Linked DNA regions of Gossypium hirsutum: region 1 is linked to region 2. The links are chromatin contacts, called in public Hi-C maps. All regions are on one chromosome and are shown on one strand. The core of a region is the stretch at or near the end of the contact, and the rest is flanking DNA. Distances in the headings are between cores, read along the strand shown. Region 1 holds the start of LOC107896967 (transcription factor bHLH128). Region 2 holds the start of LOC107903760 (mitochondrial import inner membrane translocase subunit PAM16 like 2).

Evidence for each region. Hi-C and Micro-C count contacts between places; a contact is called where the count stands out from the background.
Region 1: a Hi-C map of leaf shows a contact between it and region 2, with 1.6 times the contacts expected there. The contact joins the promoter of LOC107896967 here to the promoter of LOC107903760 in region 2.

The regions. Positions count from the first base shown.
Region 1 is chrA10:77,548,009-77,551,577 of Gossypium_hirsutum_v2.1, forward strand. It overlaps LOC107896967 (transcription factor bHLH128), which reads left to right and starts at 1,565. Exons shown (of 6, transcript XM_016822289.2): 1 at 1,565-2,104. The coding sequence starts at 1,747.
Region 2 is chrA10:77,104,350-77,107,926 of Gossypium_hirsutum_v2.1, forward strand. It overlaps LOC107903760 (mitochondrial import inner membrane translocase subunit PAM16 like 2), which reads right to left and starts at 1,631. Exons shown (of 4, transcript XM_016829908.2): 1 at 1,396-1,631. The coding sequence starts at 1,398.

The DNA.
Region 1 (3,569 bases), core at 315-2,814, 440 kb after region 2:
AATAAATATTACCAAAATTATATACTACTATATATGGAAAGCCCTGAAGTCTTTCTTTCTAGACACCAGGCGCTTTCTTCTTTTTTACATTCTTAATAACAATGGTTAATTTTTAATTTCGGTCCCTCTTCCTTTTGACACTTGCCTTGCTTCTCTTTTTCATTTTTGACAAATGACTAATTTTCAATTTTGGTTCCTTCTACTTTTTAATTATATAAAAATAGTCAAATTTTAATTTTAGTCCCTATACTATGTTAAACTTTGAGATTTGATCTTTATATTTGAATTTTTTATACATAAGTTAGTGTCTCAACGTTTATAAGATCATGAGTTAATCTAAATATTTTATTCTAATCAAAATGCTAATGTAAATTTAAAGAATTGTTAACATCGTTAAATTATTTGTTAAATTTAAGTCCATTTTTTAGTGACATGATTATCAAGTGGGTACTTTCTTTTTCTAAGTTTATAATGTCACACTAACAAATTTAAGTGAAGAATTTTAATGGTGTTAACAATTGAATCTAAATTTTTATGTTTGAAAGATAAAGGAACTAATTTCTTTAAAAAATGGAGATTAAATTTCAAATATACAAAGAGTATAGAAACTTGGAGAATGTTGTAACCATTAAAATTTAACTAACTAGTTCAAAATTAATTAACCCAATACGAAGCATGAGTTGAAAACCATACTAGTTATTATTAACATGTAAAGTTTATTTTATATGCAAATGATATCTTTTGTGAAAAATGAATTAACAAATTAGAATATAAATCTAAATATTACTTTTTTGCCCATTAAATTTATTTACTTTGTAAGATTAATGAAATTTTCTACATAAAATGGATTCTATTTTTATTTATAAAGTTTAGTTTTTAACTTCATCCCTTTGAAAATTGATAGCTTCTTTGTTAGAATGCTGTCTTTATAATTTATAAAAATTTAGAATTTAGTCTATATGGGTAATACTTTTAAACAAGTGCAAATAGAAAAATTAGCAGGGTCGAGATTTAATTATAATTTTTTTCATAAATTAAAATATAAGTTTTAAATGTATCAATTTATAATTTTTTTTATTGATAAGAGGATTAAATTAAAAAAAATTATTTTAGGGGACAAAATACAATTTATAAGAAGACTCAATTGAATTTTTTATTTGTTATTTTTGAGTTACCTATCCCCTTAGATTTACCTCTGCTAACTTAAAAATTAGTACGTAATTCAACAATTTATATATAATTAGTAAAGATGAATAATTTAAGAATTTATGGACAAGAAATTAGCAAAAGTAGAGGAATTAGATTAAGTTACTAATTTTTTATAAATTACGAGAAATTAAAGTAAATAAAAATTAGATGTAGTTATAATATAAAATAATAAAATAATTTTATTAGAGTGAGTGTTAAGCACGACTCGAATCAAAATTTGACAGTAAAATTATTTAAATATATTAATAATAAAATCAACAATAGTCCAACTCGGCAAAAGAACAAAAACGGAAAATCAAAGAGCACGTGAATTATGCCAACTCAGATAAGAACTAAAAAACAATTTAGTTGTGGTGACGTAACAAAAATCACCACCGTGTGATGGAAGCATAACCTCCATACGACATTTCCCCATCAAGCGTCCAAGCCATCCCTCCATTTTATGTACTCCTTTGAGCTTTGAAAAAAAGAAGATTTCTCCTTTTACTTGTATAATTTCCCTTCCTAGTTCTCCCATTTCTCCACGCTACCAAAGCCATGTATCCATCATCTTCGTCTCAAAAGCCCATGGGTCAATCCGGGCTCACCCGTTACGGTTCTGCTCCCGGCTCCTTTCTGGCCAACGCCGTTGATTCCGTCATCGGAGCGGACCCTAACCTCGTCGGCCACTACTTCTCCGCCGCTGACTCCTCCTCTTTAACTTCAGAGTCAACTTGTAAAGTCAGCTCATCCAACGATCCGCGAGAGCCTAAATCAGCTGCTGCTGCTGCTCCTGCCCCTCCTCATCCTCCTCCGCATCATCCCCATGGATCTTACCCTGCACCTTCTTCTTCCTCTCTGCTCAGACAACGCAGCTCCCCCGCCGGTTTCCTTAGTCACCTCACATCGGAAAACGGTAACGCCTCCTCCCTTTTTTTTCCTTTTGAAAGCGACCGTTTTGTCCTTGTTTATCTGATTAATCATTATCTACTTAGGGGTATTTTTGACTTTTCATGGCTTCCTTTCCTTTTGATTGGTGGCTTTCCTTGGCCTGAATAATTCACCGCCATTATTATGCTAAGCGTTGACGAAATGTTTAAGTTGACCCGAATGTCACTTTCTATTCAGTTTAATTATGAAAATTAGAGTAATAATGAATCTCACCTTTAAAGAAAAGATTGCTTTAATTTGATTTGGTGTCTTATGTAACTCATGATTTACCGTTGCAGATTTATTTTTATTAATCCTAATCTAGTTTACTTTGTTGTCTTTAATAATTATTAATCTCCAAAATGTTATATTTCAACGTCCATTTTCAATATTGATTAAACATTTTAGTTCTTGAATGAAGCAAAGCAAAACTGGGTTATTTCCATTTTAAAATAAAATTCCTAGCTTGTCAAAGTGGGTTTTTAATACTGAATTTGAATTTCCGTCTTTCAATTTTAATTTTATAAAATAGGGTTTGTTTTATGATTTTTTTCACTCTTAAGTTTTAATATTTTCTTCATGAATATTTTTACCAAAAAATAATTTTTCAAACAAATAAAAAATAATAAAGAAATTTTATATGGTATTTTTAAAAAATAATTTTGTACGTAGTATTTTAAATATAAAATATTTCTTTTTATATCATAAGAAAAAAATAAATTAATTATAAATTAAATAAAAATAGAATTTGATTTGGTTTGATCCAGTTAATCGGTTTGGATTGATTTTTATTTCTTCGATAATTTTTTCTCCACCCTAAACAGAAGTTGTCAAGTATCTTTAAATTACACTAAAAATAAAAATTAATAAATAAAATATACGTTAGCTTCTTAAACTTTGCTGATAATTATTTTTTAAATAGATGAATTAATATTTGATACTACTAATAATTTTTTTAACTTTTTTAGTAAGTTTTAAATAATTTTTATTCACAAAAGTTGAAATGATATAAAATTATACTATTTTCTTTTTGATCTATCTTTAGACTGCATAGTTAAAAAGCTAAATGTTGCAAAAGACAAAGGCACTTTGAAGTAAAGAAGTGTATATCAACATGGGGTGTTGTAGTTTACACTTTTAATCCTTCAAAAATTCATAATTTGTTTCATTTAATATATTAGAAATGATAGATAAAATTGTCAATTACTGTATTGAATGTGATACTTATTAATCTGTATATATCTGGCGCACAGATCTAATAAAAAAACATAGAAATAAATAATCCAAAAGCTTTGATATTGTGTTTGTGTGTTGCTTGAATGAATACAAAAAGGTGGGTAAAGAGCAAAAGAGAATGAAAAATAAAAGAAAGAATGAAATTAACGGTTGGTTAGGGAAAGTTATAGATAGCCAATCAATGCAACCCACAATGGTTTTTTGCTGGCCGGTGA
Region 2 (3,577 bases), core at 381-2,880:
ATCAAGACACCAGACAACACTTAAATAGAACCAGAACACAGAGAAAGAACCACAAAACAGCTCAATAAAGCTTACTGCAAACTTCCTAAAACCTTGTTTAGAATTTAATTTTATCTGGAACTGATTCTTTCAATTGAAAGTTGCATGTCTGTGGCTCAATGTAAGATATTGTTACCTCTATTTTGTCCTTCGATCACTTTCAGGTTGAACACATTCGTGACTTGCATCACCTATAATTGAAGAAATATCACTGCTATAACTAGCAATGAAGTTGTATGGCTTGATAGAATAATGATGCTACCCCAATCATTCTAACAACAACTCACTTTAATGCCGGATTTGGTGGTTTGGGAAAACTAAGCATTAAACCTATTTAAAACCTAATGTAACTAGATTCAATTGGGAATTGAGATCCATTTGGATTCTTAAAAATAAAATGAATATAGAGTCCAAAACTAAGGAAGCTGATGCCTATGACAAACTATAGCAAACAAAAACAGTTACACCCTATAACATCAAAATTAAGAAAGGAAAGATAGATAGAGACACTGAAGCAAGAATTGACATACACAACAAGCAAAATCACTCAAGTTTGGGGTTTTAAGAGCACTAAAAACTAAGCTCCAACCTTAGTAGATCTAAGAGAGCAAAAGAAACACTCGTATTACAAAAGCTATTTGGCCTCAGCTTGAAAAAACTTGATTTCAGCTTGACCAAATCTCGAGCTAGTGAAAGAGCTGAATTTGAGTATTTGACTCAAGTAGTTTAAGAGCTTAATCGAGCCTTTTCTTTTTAATTACTATTAAATGTTTCAATTCAAATCCAAACTTGAGTATAGAAACTGAGTTTATATTTTACTTTAATTGAGTAAGCTCATCCAGTTCGACTATTATCTCAAATTGCTTCAGTTATAAAAGCAAAATTCAATCAAACTCAAGTTGAGCTTCAAGCCTTGCATTTCAGCTCGAGTTTTGAATGATTTGAGCTCGACTACACACTGTAAACTGGCCTACTCTTTCGAATTATATCACTCGCTTCCAAAATCAAAAACCGAAATTCATACTGATACTAAAAAAGAGCAAAAAGTTGAACCAGATCATTTTAACTTGAAACAAGATTATGTCCAAGACAATAACATCCATAACTTCTGTAGCAGATTATCAGGAAATTACTAACCAAGTTATTGATGAATCATGAATCTCAATTACCTAAAAGTTTACAAGCAAACTAAAAACATCCAAACAAACATTCAGAAAGAGCATTTTTAACATTCTGTTCCATTATAATTGTCTGTATTTAACAATAATTCATCGAAATGAAATACAAAAAGAGAAGAAAAATCATACAACTGATTCATTAGATCAAATATTAGAGAAGGGTAATAGAGAAACGTACCATAATGGATCGAAATTCGAGCTAATCAATGATTTATATGAGAAAGGTTCTTTTTACCCCGAAGAAAAAGGGGAAAACAAAATTGATTTCTGTCGGAAGAAAATTTAGAAAAAAGGGATAAACGGAGAAGGAAAATTCGAGAAAGCGAAGCAGTCTTTTTCGGGGGTCTTTTTTTTTTAATGAAAGTTTATGCGACTTCCATACCTTTTACGGAGCCTGGAATTGTTAGATTCTTTCCTCTTTTTTTTTTAATGATTATTTATGTAAGAAACCCAAATTGTTTTTGGGCTAAATTGCATTAATCGATGAGTGATAAAGCCCAAATCTTTTGGATTTAGAATCCAACAACGAAATTCTGCTAAACAAATTCAAAATGTTTTAGAAAGAAGGGTAAAGTACAAAAATAATTATTAAACTATTGATTTTCTTCTATTTTAATTATTTTATTATTAATTTAGTCATTAAATTTTTTGAAATTAAATATTTTACTCACTCACCCTTAATCGTAGTTAGATAAGTGATGGGGGAGTTGATGTGGGTTATTTTATTAGTTTAATAATAAATTTAACACTATAAAAATTTAAGCATCACATATTTTCCAATAATTTTATCAATTGGATGTTAAATATATATATATAAAAAAATCAACAAATTTATTCAACAATATTTTAAAAAAGATCAATAAATTTAGCATTTTTACTCTGAACAACCCACCTTCTTGCTCTTCTGGATTGTTATTGTGTAGCTGTCTTCACCACAAGGTACGAATATTACTCCGTAGCTCACTTCCCATGTCAGAAAGCATGCATGCATTCCATAGCTTTCTCAAACTTAACTAATATATGTTAAAGTACTAATAAATGTAAGGATTAACTAATAATTCTGTCATAGGTTAGCACCCAAAAGGTCAAGCTGAGAGTGTCGAAGATGGAAAGTAATGTCGGCTCGAGTATGCATTCTTTCACCTTGCAACACAAAGAAGTTGCCCATTTGACTGTAAAGTGTAACCAGTAGAAAAGATTACAATTTACAGCCTGCGTAACTGTGCAAAGTCTCCACGGATTTACTCGGCCCGTAAGAGACGTTTTGATTTCCACTGCCGTCTTTTCAAACAAACTGAGATTGTAGCTATGGCCTGCATCCAAGGAATTAATTTAGTATTTGATGAAAAAAAAATTATGATGTATAAAAGTATGATTTATGTTTACTCTTAACTGAGTTAAAAAGTATACCAAATTTTGAAATGAAGATGTAATTGTGATTAATAAATTTAACAAAATTAAAAATAAAATGTCAAAATTGAAGTTTATAATTTAATTTTAAAATGTTTTAAATAAAAATTTAGGGGAAAATGTAATTATATAGTGATTTGGTAACGAGTTTTTAATTATTATATTAAATAAAATAATATTTTTATATATCAAAGTTTTTTATGAAATTAGTTTAGTAATTTGCTTTTCTAAAAATTGAACTTAAAAGATAAATTTTGTAAACATTAGAGGTTAAATTTGTTGATTTTTTTAATATTTAGGATCAAATTAATAGAATGTGTAAATATTAAAGGGTTAAATTTATTATTAAACCAATAAAAAAAATCACGCCATTTTTTCGTCAATCATCTAATGACAACTAGCGGGAGAGTGACTAAGATATTTAATTTCAAAAAGTTTAGTGATGAAATCGAAAAAATTAATAGTTAAGTGACCAAAAGAGAACAAAGTCAATAGTTTAGACACCATTTTTGTATTTTACCCAAGAAAGTAAAGAAACAAGGAATTGGAGGAGATTATGAGAGAAATAAGTATTTTATTTATCATTATGAATATTTATAGTGCTTCTCCAAATTTTATATTTATAGGCATAAGAAATATAAATGAAATAAAATTTTACTCCTAATGGACATCGGAGTCCTAAAGTATATTAAATTTCTTATTTTAATGGATATCCACTTTATAATAATAAAATATTTATGACACTCTCCATTGGATGTCTATCAAAAGATAATATGTCACATTAAAATCTTATTAAGATAAAAACCTTGTGAAAAAAATTCTTAGTGAAGGAAAAAGAAAATATATATTTATAACACGCATAACATATTGCCTCATTAAAAACCTTATTCGAAAAATCTAGTGGGGCAAAACCTCAATTATGTATTTATTCCCCTTCATGATAACATCAT